2 separate regions of the Mus musculus genome follow, and region 2 is linked to region 1. The links are chromatin contacts, called in public Hi-C maps. All regions are on one chromosome and are shown on one strand. The core of a region is the stretch at or near the end of the contact, and the rest is flanking DNA. Distances in the headings are between cores, read along the strand shown.

What was found. A called contact is a pair of places that touch in the nucleus more often than the background predicts.
Region 2: a Hi-C map of CD8 T cells shows a contact between it and region 1, with 4 times the contacts expected there. The contact joins the enhancer-like site here to the promoter of Ltn1 in region 1. A contact is called at or near these places in 10 of 39 promoter capture datasets (the C10 cell line, the HPC-7 cell line, cranial neural crest and 5 more), 1 of 484 Hi-C or Micro-C datasets (CD8 T cells), 2 of 115 datasets of contacts at active chromatin or transcription factors (bone marrow-derived macrophages and stem cell-derived neural progenitor cells) and 2 of 9 other capture datasets (adipose tissue and liver).

The regions. Positions count from the first base shown.
Region 1 is chr16:87,429,523-87,436,087 of GRCm38.p6, reverse strand. It overlaps Ltn1 (listerin E3 ubiquitin protein ligase 1), which reads left to right and starts at 3,482. Exons shown (of 30, transcript NM_001081068.1): 1 at 3,482-3,662. The coding sequence starts at 3,621. Rwdd2b (RWD domain containing 2B) reads left to right here. Exons shown (of 5, transcript NM_016924.2): 5 at 1,462-2,757. The coding sequence ends at 1,696.
Region 2 is chr16:87,748,492-87,755,056 of GRCm38.p6, reverse strand. It overlaps Gm32925 (a long non-coding RNA gene), which reads right to left. Exons shown (of 5, transcript XR_001781984.1): 2 at 1-41. Among named protein-coding and RNA genes, the nearest start is that of Gm32925, 13 kb to the right of the region's middle. Within about 2 kb of position 3,621, at least 11 of the 459 cell types and tissues checked have an H3K27ac peak or open chromatin away from gene starts, as enhancers often do. A contact at or near this core is called in CD8 T cells, where this site is marked.

The DNA.
Region 1 (6,565 bases), core at 2,233-4,732:
GGGTGGACTGTGACCTGGGGTCTAAGGGAAAAAAGGACGGGAGGAGAGAGCTCTGGCAGATTCTCACAGGGACGAGAGTCCTTGTCTTGTGCAGCGGCTCTTGGGTTGGTGGAAGCCGTGGTGGAGAATGCAGGGAGGTCTCCCGGGCGGGAGGTTAGATGCTGGCCCTTTAGTGGAAGACCTGCTCCATTGCTCCAGCACAGTGAGTCCCGATGGGAAGAGGCAGTCCATGGTTTTAAGGCGTTTATTGTAGAAAGGCAGAGAGAGGGAACGAGTAGGGAAGTAGAGGCTGGCCATGGCCATGTGGAGAGAAGGGGGAAGGGGATAGGGAGAGAGGGGACAAGTGGGAAGCAGGAGTAAGAGAAAGAGAGTCAGAGAGGGAGGAGGGGGCAAGCAGCCCCTTTTATAGTGGGCGGGGCCTACCTAGCTGTTGCCAGGTAACTGTGGAGCTGGAGTCCACACAGAATACCAGGAACTTGGGGCATTGCCTACATGACTGATGGCCACATACCTCTCTGCAGGGGAGGGGAGGTTGGGAGTCTGTGGCTGCAACAGGAGCCAGTGGCCAAACACCTGTTGTCCCTGGGGTCACCCGGGTTCAAGGCCTGTGCTCAGCAGGGGACCAGGCTGTCTGTGCACAGCTCACCATCCCACACCCTCCAAGCTGTCTTGGACCTGCCAGTTTTCGTGAATCTGCCCTTCCCTTATCTAATGACTATGATCAACTTTCGACTTGTGGAAATGGAGATTACTTGTGAGCATTAGCAAAGCCAGCAATCTTACTTCTCTCCTCAGTTTCTGAGACGTTCCTTAACTAGTTCAAGGGTCAGCAGTTTGTACAGTTATAAAATATTGGCAGCAGTCGCTGAGTTTGTAGCTTACTGGAAGAGTGCTTGCCTGGCATGCACAAGGCGTTGGGTTCTGTCCTCAGTACCACGTATACCAGGCAGGGAGGTACACCAGTAATCTTGGCCCTTTGAAGGCAGAAAGGATAAGATCCAGAGTTCAGTGCCACCTTTGGCTACAAGCCAAGACAGAAGCCAGCCTGAGATTCACGTGACACTCTCCCCAAAATAAATGATTATTAAAATCAAAAGTCCCATTCTAATGGAAGATAGTAATGGTGACCATCAGTGCGTGTTCAGGTGTAATGAGAACCATTTGAGGAAAGTAAGCCCCTGTGAGAGTATCTCCGTGCTTACAGGAACACACACTGGCAAGTAATCCTTTGTTGTTTGGTTTTTGAGACAGGATATCACTATATAGCCTTGGCCGGTGTAGAACACTTTATGCAGACCAGGCTGGTCTCCAATTCACAGAGATCTGAATTCTGCCTCCCATGTCCTGGGGTTAATGCGTGTGCCCTCACTACCAACTCTGATAAGTCTGTCTTACAGATTCTAGCTCACTTCTGTACAAAATATGTTTTGAAATTTTCTACTCTGAAAAACTATGTTTCAGACTCAGAAAACTAAACTGGAAGAGGATTTTAATTCGTCATCGAGAAGACATTCCTCTTGACGGTACAGCCGGCGGAATGGAAGGACAGCGGAAATTTCCCATTCTTGAAGAAAAGGCCTTCAGTGTCCACGGAGCCAGAGGAAACCACATGGACTTTGGCCAGCTGTATCAGTTCTTAAATGCCAGGGGATGTGGGGATGTTTTCCAGATGTTCTTTGGTGTAGAAGGACAGTGACTGAGCAGAGGGGAAGTCAGACCTGTTGGCTCACTGTTCCTCTGTTGATCATTTCTTCCTGTTTTTCCTTGAAATTCAATTTCAGCTCCATTCTAGGATGTACTAGGGTTGGGGTCACAAGAAGAAAATTAATATGGCTGAAATGTATCAGTTAAAACTTGCCATGCCTGAGAGAAAAACTGGGTTTCGACTTGTAAGCTTTAAATTACTAAGTGAGAAGGGTGGAGAAATGACTCAGAAGTTAAGAGCATATGCTGCTAGTGCCAAGGACCTAAGTTCAGTTCCCAGCACCCCTGGCAGGGAGCTCATAACTACCTATATGTCTTTACTTCAGGGCATTTGATGTACTCTGTCCTCCAAGGGTGCATGCATGAACATAAACATGTAAATATATTTGGGGTATCAGATCCCCTGGAGCTGGAGTTACAGGAGGTTGTGAGGTACCCGGTGTGGGTGCTGGGAGCCAAACTTGGGTCCTCTGCAAGAGCAGTGCACCCTTTTAACCTCTGAGCCATCTCTACAGCTTGGTGGAAATTTCTTGACGTGAGCTGGATCTGAAGGCACATGCTTATAATCCCAGCACTTGGGAAGTAGAGGCAGGAGGATGGGAAGTTGAAGGCCAGCTGGGCTACACGAGGCTCTGTCTCATGAAACTTGAAAGACAAATTATATGTGAAGGTAATTTTGATGGTTCGACTTGCTAGGGATTTCCCACACTCTTCTGCCTTCACTAGGAACCTGGAAAAGCTGCCTGTTCACCCTCCTGGCCTCTCTTGCAGCTGCATTGGGCTGTAGGTTACAGTGCAGGATTTCTGGGGATGAATTTGCCTCTCTTCTCTTTCTGCCATGGCCCCTGAAGTGATGGCAAGAGAAAGGGCCAAGCTATCTCAGAGATGTCATTGTACAAGACACCTTGCCACATGCGGACCCAATGTTAATCCCAGCCTGTCTCCAGACCTTTGAAATAAAATGAAATTTTAAACAATCTGTGCTTGTTATCAGTAGTCAGAAGTTTGAAACTACCCTGTCTTTTAAAGTACAAACAGTATAAAGCCTTCCTCATTGGTGTTTGTGGTTCATTTCAAATTGCATGTGTTTAGATTTGGCCCCTATCTGGCCTTGCATCGCTGAAGACTGGGGCATGAGTAGAGCTCAAATGGTTTCTTGTTGTTTCTTTAAGACAGTGTCTCATGCCTATGTGACCTGATGATTCTTTTTTCTTTTTATTTCCTATTTCGAGATAGATTTTCATATATCCCAGGCTGCCCTTGAACTTTAAGTGTGCAAAGCTGACCTTAAATTTGTGATTCTCCTCTTCTCTGTGTCTTCAGTGCTGGTATTGGGAGGGTGTGCCAGCAGACCTGGTTTGCTCAATGTAGGGAATCAAACTCAGCCTTCAGGAATGCCAGGAAAGCACTCTACCAAGTTAGTCGCCCCAACTCCTCTGCTTTTATTATTTCATTTTATTTTTAAAGATTTATTTTATTTATATGAGTACACTGTAGCTTTCTTCAGACACACCAGAAAAGGGCGTCAGATCCCATTGCAGATGGTTGTGAGCTACCATGTGGTTGCTGGGAATCGAACTCAGGACCTCTGGAAGAGCAAATTCCTACACACTAGGAAGGAAATCTCTCCACTACAAATATCTCGGACAGGTTTGGCGCCACGGGCTCAACGCTGGTTTCTTATTGGTCAGCAGTGACGCCACTCAGGCAGGCGTGGCCTTCTTTGTTACGTTTCAGGCAGCGGATGGTCAGAGTCCTGACAGGGAGGCGGGAGCGGAAGTAGGAAGCCGAAAGGCTGGGAGGGCGAGGGGGAAGTGGCTACAGTGAATCCCCTTCCGGCGCGAGGGACCGGAAGTTGTGGCCCGCCCGTGTCAACTTCGGCTCTGCAGACTGAGAGCCGGGCTGCCACCGCCACCATGGGCGGGAAGAACAAGCAGCGGACTAAGGGGAACCTCAGGGTGAGTCCTGTGGTGATGGTAGCCCCGCGGCCTGCGGCCCGGGTGTCCAGAGGGCCGTGAGGGAAGAGTGTGACCTCCCGGTGTGTGCGTCCCCGCGGGTGGACAAGTCGAGGAGTTGGGACCCAAACGACGTTTCACGCCGGATCTGGGAAACGGAGCGCGCCCAGGGAGGGAGGTGTCATCGGGAAACGGTGACAGTGAGCACCCGGGCGGCCCTCGTGGGTGGCCGAGCTTGTGTAGGAGCTGTGGGAGGGAAGAAGCAAGCGTGGGCTTCACTCGCTCAGTCCCTCCTTGCCAAGGCCCGAGCCCGTCGGTGGTATGCCCGGTGTCAGGTCGGTGTCACCCGTTGGGTCTCTGGTCTCAAGCTTACCTCGCTTTTCCTGCTTCACTCTGGCCACCCTGAACTTGCCACGAACTTGGCTGGCCTGGCAGGCTTCGGATGGCCATATGTTAGGTGGCTCTAGATACCTTAATGCATCCTGTATAGCCCTGGCTGTCCTGGAACTCATTCTGTAGACCAGGCTGGCCTGGAACTCAGAAATTCTCCTGCCTCTGCCTCCCAAGTGCTGGGATTAAAAGCGTGTGCCACCACCACCTGGCGCTTTGAAAGTATCTTAAAGGCAGGTGTTTCTCTGCAGCCTTTATCCTGATGGATCACACACACATACACACACACACACACACACACACACACACACACAGTTCGCTTTTATAGACCTGTTCCACCATTTTTTTTTTAGATTTATTTATTTATTATATGTGAGTACACTGTAGCTGTCTTCAGACACCCCGGAAGAGGGAGTTAAATTTTGTTACAGATGGTTGTGAGCCATCATGTGGTTGCTGAGATTTGAACTCTGGACCTTTGGAAGAACAGTCAGTGCTCTTAACCACTGAGCCATCCTTCCAGTCCCTCATCTCTTAATTTATAAATTTTGCTGACCCTTAGGAGAGTTGATCTCAGTATTTAACACCCAAGTTCTCTACCTTATGTATTCTAAAAACAGTGTCATTCTTCATATAACATGTGAAACTTTAACCATGGTGGAGTACACAAATATAACATGTAGACTTACAATTTGTATTTCTACTAACTTTTATAGATTTAATTCTGTTTTTATTTTATTTTGATTTTGGTTTATCAAGGCAGTTTCTCTTTGTAGCTCACCTGTCCTGGAAGTCGTTCACAGATGTGCCTGCCTCTGTCTCTACAGTGCTGGGATTAAAGGCATGCACCACCAGGACTGACTTAAAGTTGTTTTTAGATAATAACATTTTCAAAGCATTTATGACTCAGTCAAGTATCACTTGTTCCCTTTGGCAGGGAATACATTAAAAGACACATAAAAACAACTTATACTTTGAAGTCTTTTGATTTAGACAGTTTTCCATTTCATACATCCTAAATGAGCGTGTTTTTTATGTCATAATGACCAGGAAGAGTTGGCCATTGGTTGGCTTTGTTTAGTCTCATCTAATTGTTTCCTTCTATTGATTCCAGCTAAGCCATTTTTGACCATGCTTTGTATGATAACATTTTCAGTATATCATTCCAGAAGTGTACAATACTTTTTTTTCCCCTTTAAGACAGTGTTTCTCTGTTCTGGAACTAGCCAGCTCTGTAGACCAGGGTGCCTTCCCCCCCTTTATTATTCTTTTTTGTTTTGTTTTGTTTTTGTTTTATTTTTTCCTTTCTCAGTGGCATTTGCTTAGTGTTGAGCATTGTAAAGTTATCTTTTTCCATTGGATAATAAGAAATATGTGGTGTTGCAGTCTGTGGTTAGACATACTTACCCCTAAAGATTTTCACACCCTGCTGGGATTAAATTCTTCCTGCAGTACTTCAGAGTTACTGTTGGTATCGCAAATGACAAAGAGTGAAATGATTGCTCTTACCTCATTTGAAGGGTGATCTAACTGAAGTTTAGAGAAGTTTACTTGCTTAAATTTGTGTAGCCTGGAAGCTTCAGAGTTGGGGCTTGAAGTTTAGTTTTTAAAATGTTACGTCATAGGGGGCGCGCTGAGAGGACGCCTTTCAGGAGTCCATTCTCCTTTCCCTTTTTGTGGGTTTCCGGGATGGAAGTCCAGATTGTCTGACAGCTTGCATAGCAAGCGATTTATCCTCGGAACCATCTTGCTGGGCCTGGACTTGAACTTAAAAGTAGCATTTGTTCAATAGAAAATAGTGCTGGGAGCCATATATATTTGTAGATTTTAGTAGATACATGTCTTTTTTGTTGTTTTGACTTTTTGTTTTGAGATGGGATTTTACAATGTGGGATAGCCTGGTCTGCGACTTCTTGTGTAGCCTAGGCTGGCCTCACACTTGTGATCTTCTTGTTCCAGGCTCCTTAGTGCTGAGGTTACAGGGCTGTACCACTAACATGGCTAACTGCTCTTTCCTTTGTTTTGAAACTGGGTCTCATATGTATCATTCAGGCTGGACTTGATCTAATTATGTAGCTGAGCCTGACTCTGACATCCTGATTCTCACACCAACCCTCCCAGTGCTGGGATTGTGGGATTACAGTTTTGTACCACCACACAGCTAGCTTCTGCTTGCTATTCTTGAAGTATCTGTTTAATGATAGGCACAGATTTCTAAGAAAATATTATGGCGTATGAAACAATTAGGAAATAGGTATGAATGTATGAGTGGAAAGACTGAAAGAACAGAAGAGAGTGCTGATTGGTCTGAGGGAGAAGCGCATTGCAAACACTACTGTCTTGAAGGATAGAAGTTTGTCAGGCATTGAGAAGGAAGGAAGGGCCCTCAGATGGAGAGAAAAGATTATGTGAAGGCTAAATTATGAGAGAGCATATATTATACATAGGAAATTTTGAGCAGGATCTAGGATATTGAATAGTGGGAGAATGTGTCAGAACCCATGTAGGACAGGCTG
Region 2 (6,565 bases), core at 2,372-4,871, 320 kb before region 1:
CAATACCAAGGGCACCCTAGAGATACCCAAAGTCGGTGGTTCTGGAAAAACAAAAACAACGGTCATGCGTCAGACCATCTAACACACACACCTCTGTATCACACACCAAAGGAAAAGAATTATTCTGATGAGTGTTTGTAAGTCAAAGTCATGGTGGAAACTGGCTTTTCCCATTGGTCTTTAAGTTAGCTTAGCGTGCGAGTACTGGCCTGTGGCGCTCGCTCACCAGTGTCTCCATGGATTCCCCCATTCTCCACCCTGAACTTGGTCGCCGCTCCTCTCCAGGAGTTACCTCCACCCCCACCCCAAATAGTTCCCACCCTTAATTTCCTGTCGTGTCTATGCGCTGCGCCTGGGTCCCTGCTTACTGCACTTAACGTGGTTTCTACTTGCAACAAATTTCTTGTAAATGCCACGATTTCTTTTTTTATTGCATAATAATATTCCATTCACATAACTGTCTCATTTATTTTTACCCACTCATCTCTTTGCAGACATCTGTGTTGGGCCCATTGCCGATCTATTGAGAGTAGGGATACAATTAGGCACAGGTGTGTAAGTATCGCTACGCTACATTGACTTAGAAACTTCAGTGTTATGTATCTGACGCGGGGCGGCACTGCTGCTGTACACGGCATTAGAAGTCTCCACGGTGGCTGCGTCAGCTCACACTCCCGCTGGCTGTTCTTTTTCAGATCCTCAACCAGAATTTGTAGTCCTTTGTTTGCTTAATGACAGCCATTCTATTTTAGCAGAATTCATTTGCGTTTTCCTGTAGATTAGGAGTGTTGACCATATTTTATGTATTTATTGGCCATGTGTAACTCTTTGAGAACCGTTTACTAAATGGATTGGTTGGTCCATTTACTGATGGTTTTGTTGCTTACTTTTTGCAATTCTTTAGATAATCTAGCTATTTTTTTAAAATTACTTTTAGATTTATGTAAGTGTGTGTGTGTGTGAATGTTGAACCTTCACGTATGTCTATGTAGTACATGTGCCCTGTGCTCACAGAGGTCAGGAGGTCAGAAGAGGGAAGGAATTGGATCTCCGGAAACTGGTGATCCAGATCATTGTGAGCTACATCTCCGGAAATGCCCACAGGCACACGTCAAGTCTTGTTTCCTTTGCTAGGTCACTTTGCTAGTGTTGAGTCTGGAGCAGTTGATGTCCACAACTGGCTTCACTTACGTTTCTGCGTTGCACGCCGGGTCCCTCTGCTGCCCACACTTCCTGTGCAGTCTGTGGGCTAGGCAGACTCCCCAGATCCTCTTCTCTTAGGGTAACTAAAGGGGAGCCTTTTCCACACGGACTGGGAACGCGAAAAACAGCAAGATAACTGAGCTTGGTATGGGGGCAGGGGATTGATCTTTTTACTTCCAAGACTTGATGAGTGTCAATCATCCTGCTGGAGGGGTGATGGCAAAGTGGGTCGTGTTATAGGAGCCAAGTCCAGCATGAGAACTTGAGCTCTTGGGCCCCATAGTGGCACACTGGTAGTTCCAGAGTCTGAGGCTCCCAATGAATGCAGGCGCAGAACGACTCCAGGGTTCTTCTTGGTTGAGGAGGCCGTTGGCCAACCAGGTGCTTCCTTGCCTGTGCTGAGCCTCCTCCGGCTGTTCCCTCTTCTCAGCCTCTCCTCCTTTCACCCCTGCTACGGTCGGTTTTTAACAAGTTACGTCTCAAGACAGCAAGCAGACCAGCCACGGCCATCCAGGTCTTACTGAGTGACGGGGGCTTTGACTCCAGTGCTGATCCAGCTGCCCGATCTGCCACTAGAGTTGAGGTGAGTGGGACTGTCCTGAGGACTCTTATCTCATCTAACACAGGGCACAGCTCACCGCCCTGTCATGTGGTTCCCTCCACGTTTAAGGGTCCTTTTGTGTTTTTTTGTTTTTTGATTTTGTTTGTTTGTTTTCCGAGACAGGGTTTTTCTGTATAGCCCTGGCTGTCCTGGAACTCACTTTGTAGACCAGGCTGGCCTTGAACTCAGAAATCCACCTGCCTCTGCCTTCCGAGCGCTGAGATTAAAGACGTGCGCCACCACGCCTGGGTCCTTGACCTGCCTCGTGTGATTAGTGAATCTTCCTGTTCTCATCTGCAGTGGTAGTCGGTGAGGGGTTCTGCCTTGCGGGAATGTGTTACACAGGATGCTGCAAGTATCTCCTACAGAAACAGACACACAGCATCTTCTGCCCTGTCTCAGCCACAGTTGGTCTCCTTTGCCCACCCTGTAAGAGCCCTGTCCTCTTACACCAGCATCGTAAGTAGGAGCTGCCCGAGACATTGCTTTCTGAGGTTTCACAAACAGCTTAACAATTTCACAGCAGTCGCAGTATTGGGGTTTTGCCATGAACCCGTGGGAACAGCGTGGCCGCGAGATCTGACAGAGCTGTTTCAAAATCCGGATCGAGGAGTCGGGGAATTCCTAAGAAGCATTATGCAGCCCCTGGGAGCCTTGGCCTTGTCTGAAGCGGCTTCTGTGAGCCAGATCAGATTCTTGCTGACCCCAGGAGGCAAAGAATAGAAACCTGGAAAATCTAGAGGAACTTCTCCTCGTTACCTGCCACGAACACCAATCTTGTTTCTCTCTAGTTATCTGGGTAACGCTCTGGTTTCTCTACTTGCTTTTACTGAGAGGCAGAACAGGGACAGACAGAGTATTTATGGAGGCTGCTTTTCAAGCACAGCTTCTTTGGGCTGACCTCCCAACTCCCTGCAACAAATGCTGAGTCCTCTGTCTGTAACTCATGCCCATCAATGCCCGGGCTGCTGTAAAGTATTGAGGCCTTTCTAATTGATCTGGGTGGCTGCCCTCGTGGAACTAGGAGGATTGTTTTAAATGCATCTTCAATGGTCAAATCTTTTAAAAATCTTTTTAAAATATAATATGCAGATTAGCTTCCTGTTGTAAAAATTGGGAGAGTGGCTAAGACAGGGGTTTTCAGGACTTTCCAAGAGTACAGTTCTTCTCTCAATGATAGTTTTTGATAATCACGTATAAAGCAAGCCTGAGCTCATCAGATACATGCTTTCTACACTGGTGTTTATGTACCCATGGCGGCTGTCATTAGAGTCTCTGAGTATGATGGTTTGAATAATTAGGAGGTGAAAGGTGAGTGTTGGGCTGTTGAGTGAGCAAACAAATGTTTATATGGCAGAAGTGGCATTTCAGAAGAGTATAAATGCCCTATTTGGCATCAGCATGAAACCCCCAAGTGCAAGTTCAAGCCTAACCACCCACAGGATCGGCAGATCTACAGAACTCCCCTCCTGGGTCTCACTCAATAAAGGGTTCAGCTTTTCTGTGTTCTACGTCTTTGTATCTTGGGAAATGCTATGGTATAAATCAAGACACGTCAAACTATACCACAATAATAAATGGCCCCAGCTCTCAATTGTTCACAACTGCACAGGCTTATTCGCTTCTTGAGGTGTTCTAGGGGAAGAGCTGGAAGGCCTTATCAGTCATCAGCACGGAGATTCTGAGCAAACAGCTCACTGGTCTACGGTAACTGAGAAGTTCTGCCATCTGCCATACGCAAGCAGAAGACCCAGCAAAACTAGGTGCATGCGAATCCGAAGGCCTGAGAACCCAGGGCGTGTCTGAGAGCAAAGGCAACCGGAAGTGGGTGCGTTCTCTGCTTCCTGTTCTTTTCAGAACCTCGGTGGATTGACCGGGTGAGACCCACTTAGTGAGAGATGGCAGTCGAGGGTACTGAGTCGCTCATCCCAGTGCTAAGGTTATCCATAAGTGTCCTCACAGACACACACAGAGACACAGCACAGCTGGTGATGTGGCCAGTGCCTGAGAAAATCCGCATGATGCGTAAAGCTAACCCTTCATATCCACACCACATGCCAAGCGAAGATAGCTCCGGCTTGTACAGGCGAGAAAGAGGACAGAGAGTGCTATGTAGTGCTTCTTGGTGCATCTGCCCAGGGGTTTTCCTGCCTGTATTTCATTATCCACCCACTTTTCAGCAAATGGCCCGTGATGATTTGAATAGATTTGAGCCCCATGGAGAGTGGCACTACCAGGAGGTGTGGCCTTATTAGAGTAAGTTGTCACTCTAGAGGTGAGCCTTTGAGGTCTTTTATATGCCCAAGCTCTGCCCAGTATGGAACTCCAGTTCCCTCCTGCTGCCTAGAGATCAAGATGTAGAACTCTCAGCTCCTCCAGCACCATGTCTACCTGAGTGCTGCTGTGTTTCCTGCCATGATGATAATGGGCCACCCCTCTGAAGCTGTATGCCAGCCCCAATGAAATGTTTGCCTTTATAAGAATTGCCGTGGTCAACCCAGACACTATTGCATAGGCTAGCAAGATTTTGCTGACAGGACCCTGGTATAGCTATCTCTGGTGAGGCTATGCCAGTGCCTGGCAAATATAGCAGTGGATGCTCACAGTCATCTATTGGATGGAACACAGGGCCCCTAATGAAGGAGCTAGAGAAAGTACCCAAGGAGCTGAAGGGGTCTGCAACTCTATACGAGGATCAACAATATGAACTAACCAGTACCCCCCCACACACACACACACACACACAGAACTGTGTCTCTGGTTGCATATGTAGCAGAGGATGGCCTAGTCGGCCATCAATGGGAGGAGAGGCTCTTGGTCTTGTGAAGATCATATGCCCCAGTTCAGGGGAATGCCAGGGCCAGGAAGTGGGAGTGGGTGGGTTGGGGAGCAGGGCAGGGAAGGGTATAGGGGACTTTCGGAATAGCATTTGAAATGTAAATGAAGAAAATATCTAATTAAAAAATGAAAAAAAAAAAAGAGTTGCCATGGTCATGGTGTCTCTTCACAGCAATAAAACCCTGAGACATGACCTTTCCTGGGTTTAGCAGGCGTGAATGAAATACTCGGTAAATTCAAACACTGTCTACCACACCATACGTCGTTCTCATTTGGAGCCACTGCTTCAGTGACTGCCTCCTCACGTCTCCCCGAGTCATTCTTACCACCACCAGTCTATGCAATCCAAGTTCTGATCTTACCTAAGAACAAGAGGCCTCTCCCCTTATTCTCAAAACTACAGGAAATACATGGATGATCACATAAACACAGTTCACTGAGGACTTGCTTAAAACAGAGAGAATTACAGTGGAGAACAAGAAAAACTACAGCACTGGATCTAGCAATTTCTGCCCCTGGACTTGTGTCCATGCCTCTTTACTGCCTTTAGCTCCATGGTTCTCTCTAGCCCAGTCCTGGCCATACGTCACCGGCAGCCACAGTACCCTCCACCGTCCTTCTAAAAACCCACCACGTTCTTACCCAGAGGCAATGCCCCCCCCCCCCCCATAGCAGTACAGATGAGTAATTCTTCACACAGCGCTCTCAGCCCTAGGTGGCTTTATTCAAAGATGTTTTAGCTGTGTGTGGATAAGCTTCCTAATTCTAGGTAGGGAGTTTGCCATTGTGTGAACAAAGGACTCACTGGAGAATAAGTTTTCTGAGGGATAGTGAGCGCCTTCTATCTCAAAAAGAACACATTGCAAGAAGAATAAAAATAATTTTCAACTTTTCACAAAAGGAAGGAGTGGTGTGTGTTCTCTGTGTGTGTGTATATATATAAATGAAATGAGTGTGCGTGGAAGGAATATATATGTGTGTGTGTGTGTGTATGCGTGTGTGTATGTGTATATATATGTGTGTGTATGTGTATATGTATGTATATATATAGGGAACTTGGATATTCAGATAGGTGCTGATTTCCATCATGCTATTGGGAAATTTGAATATTCTATGTAATTATTTAATGAATGTAGTTGAAGACGACATCTTAGCATGCCAACATAACTTGTTACAGCATTCTCTTCCACTGGATGTTTCTCTTTAGTGTAATGAATGATGCTATCATACTACTTGATGCACAGGGACCCTGCTTTCATAAGATTATTTTATGGAAGCAAATTCCTCAGGATAAAATTCCTGGTCAAAACTATGTCTACTTTTACCTTGTATTAACTTTAATTTATATCTCTAGCCCAATTTATAATAATCATATGTAAGTATATACCTATTCAATATGTAACATTTTTTATCCTGTAACATTAGCTCAGTTTAATTTGATAACTAATCTGTGAAATGAGGGTGATAAATATCAAAGTGCTACGATCTAGACTCAGTATGTCTGGTTCATAATCCTTTGTCTGCATTCATGCCAACTTGTGAAGGAAATAGTTCATAATCCTTTGTCTGCATTCATGCCAACTTGTGAAAGAAATAGCCCCTTTCATTGTTAGCTTCAGCTGCCAACTTGAAAAAAAAAACAAAAAACAAAAAACCTAGAGTCATCCAGAAGAGGGAACCTCAAGTAGAGAATTTCCTCAGCCAGACTGGCCTGGGGTGGGGGATATCTGTGAGATGTTTTCTTAATTTCTAATTGATAAAGGAGAACCCAACTTGCTGTGGGTAGTGCCATCCCTAGGCTGGTGGGCCTGGGCTACCTGAGCAACTCAGACAGAGCAAGCCATTAAATCTGGTTCTCTATGGTTTCTGTTCCGGGTTCCTGCCTCTGGTTCCTGCCTTGGCTTCCTTCCATGATGGACTGTA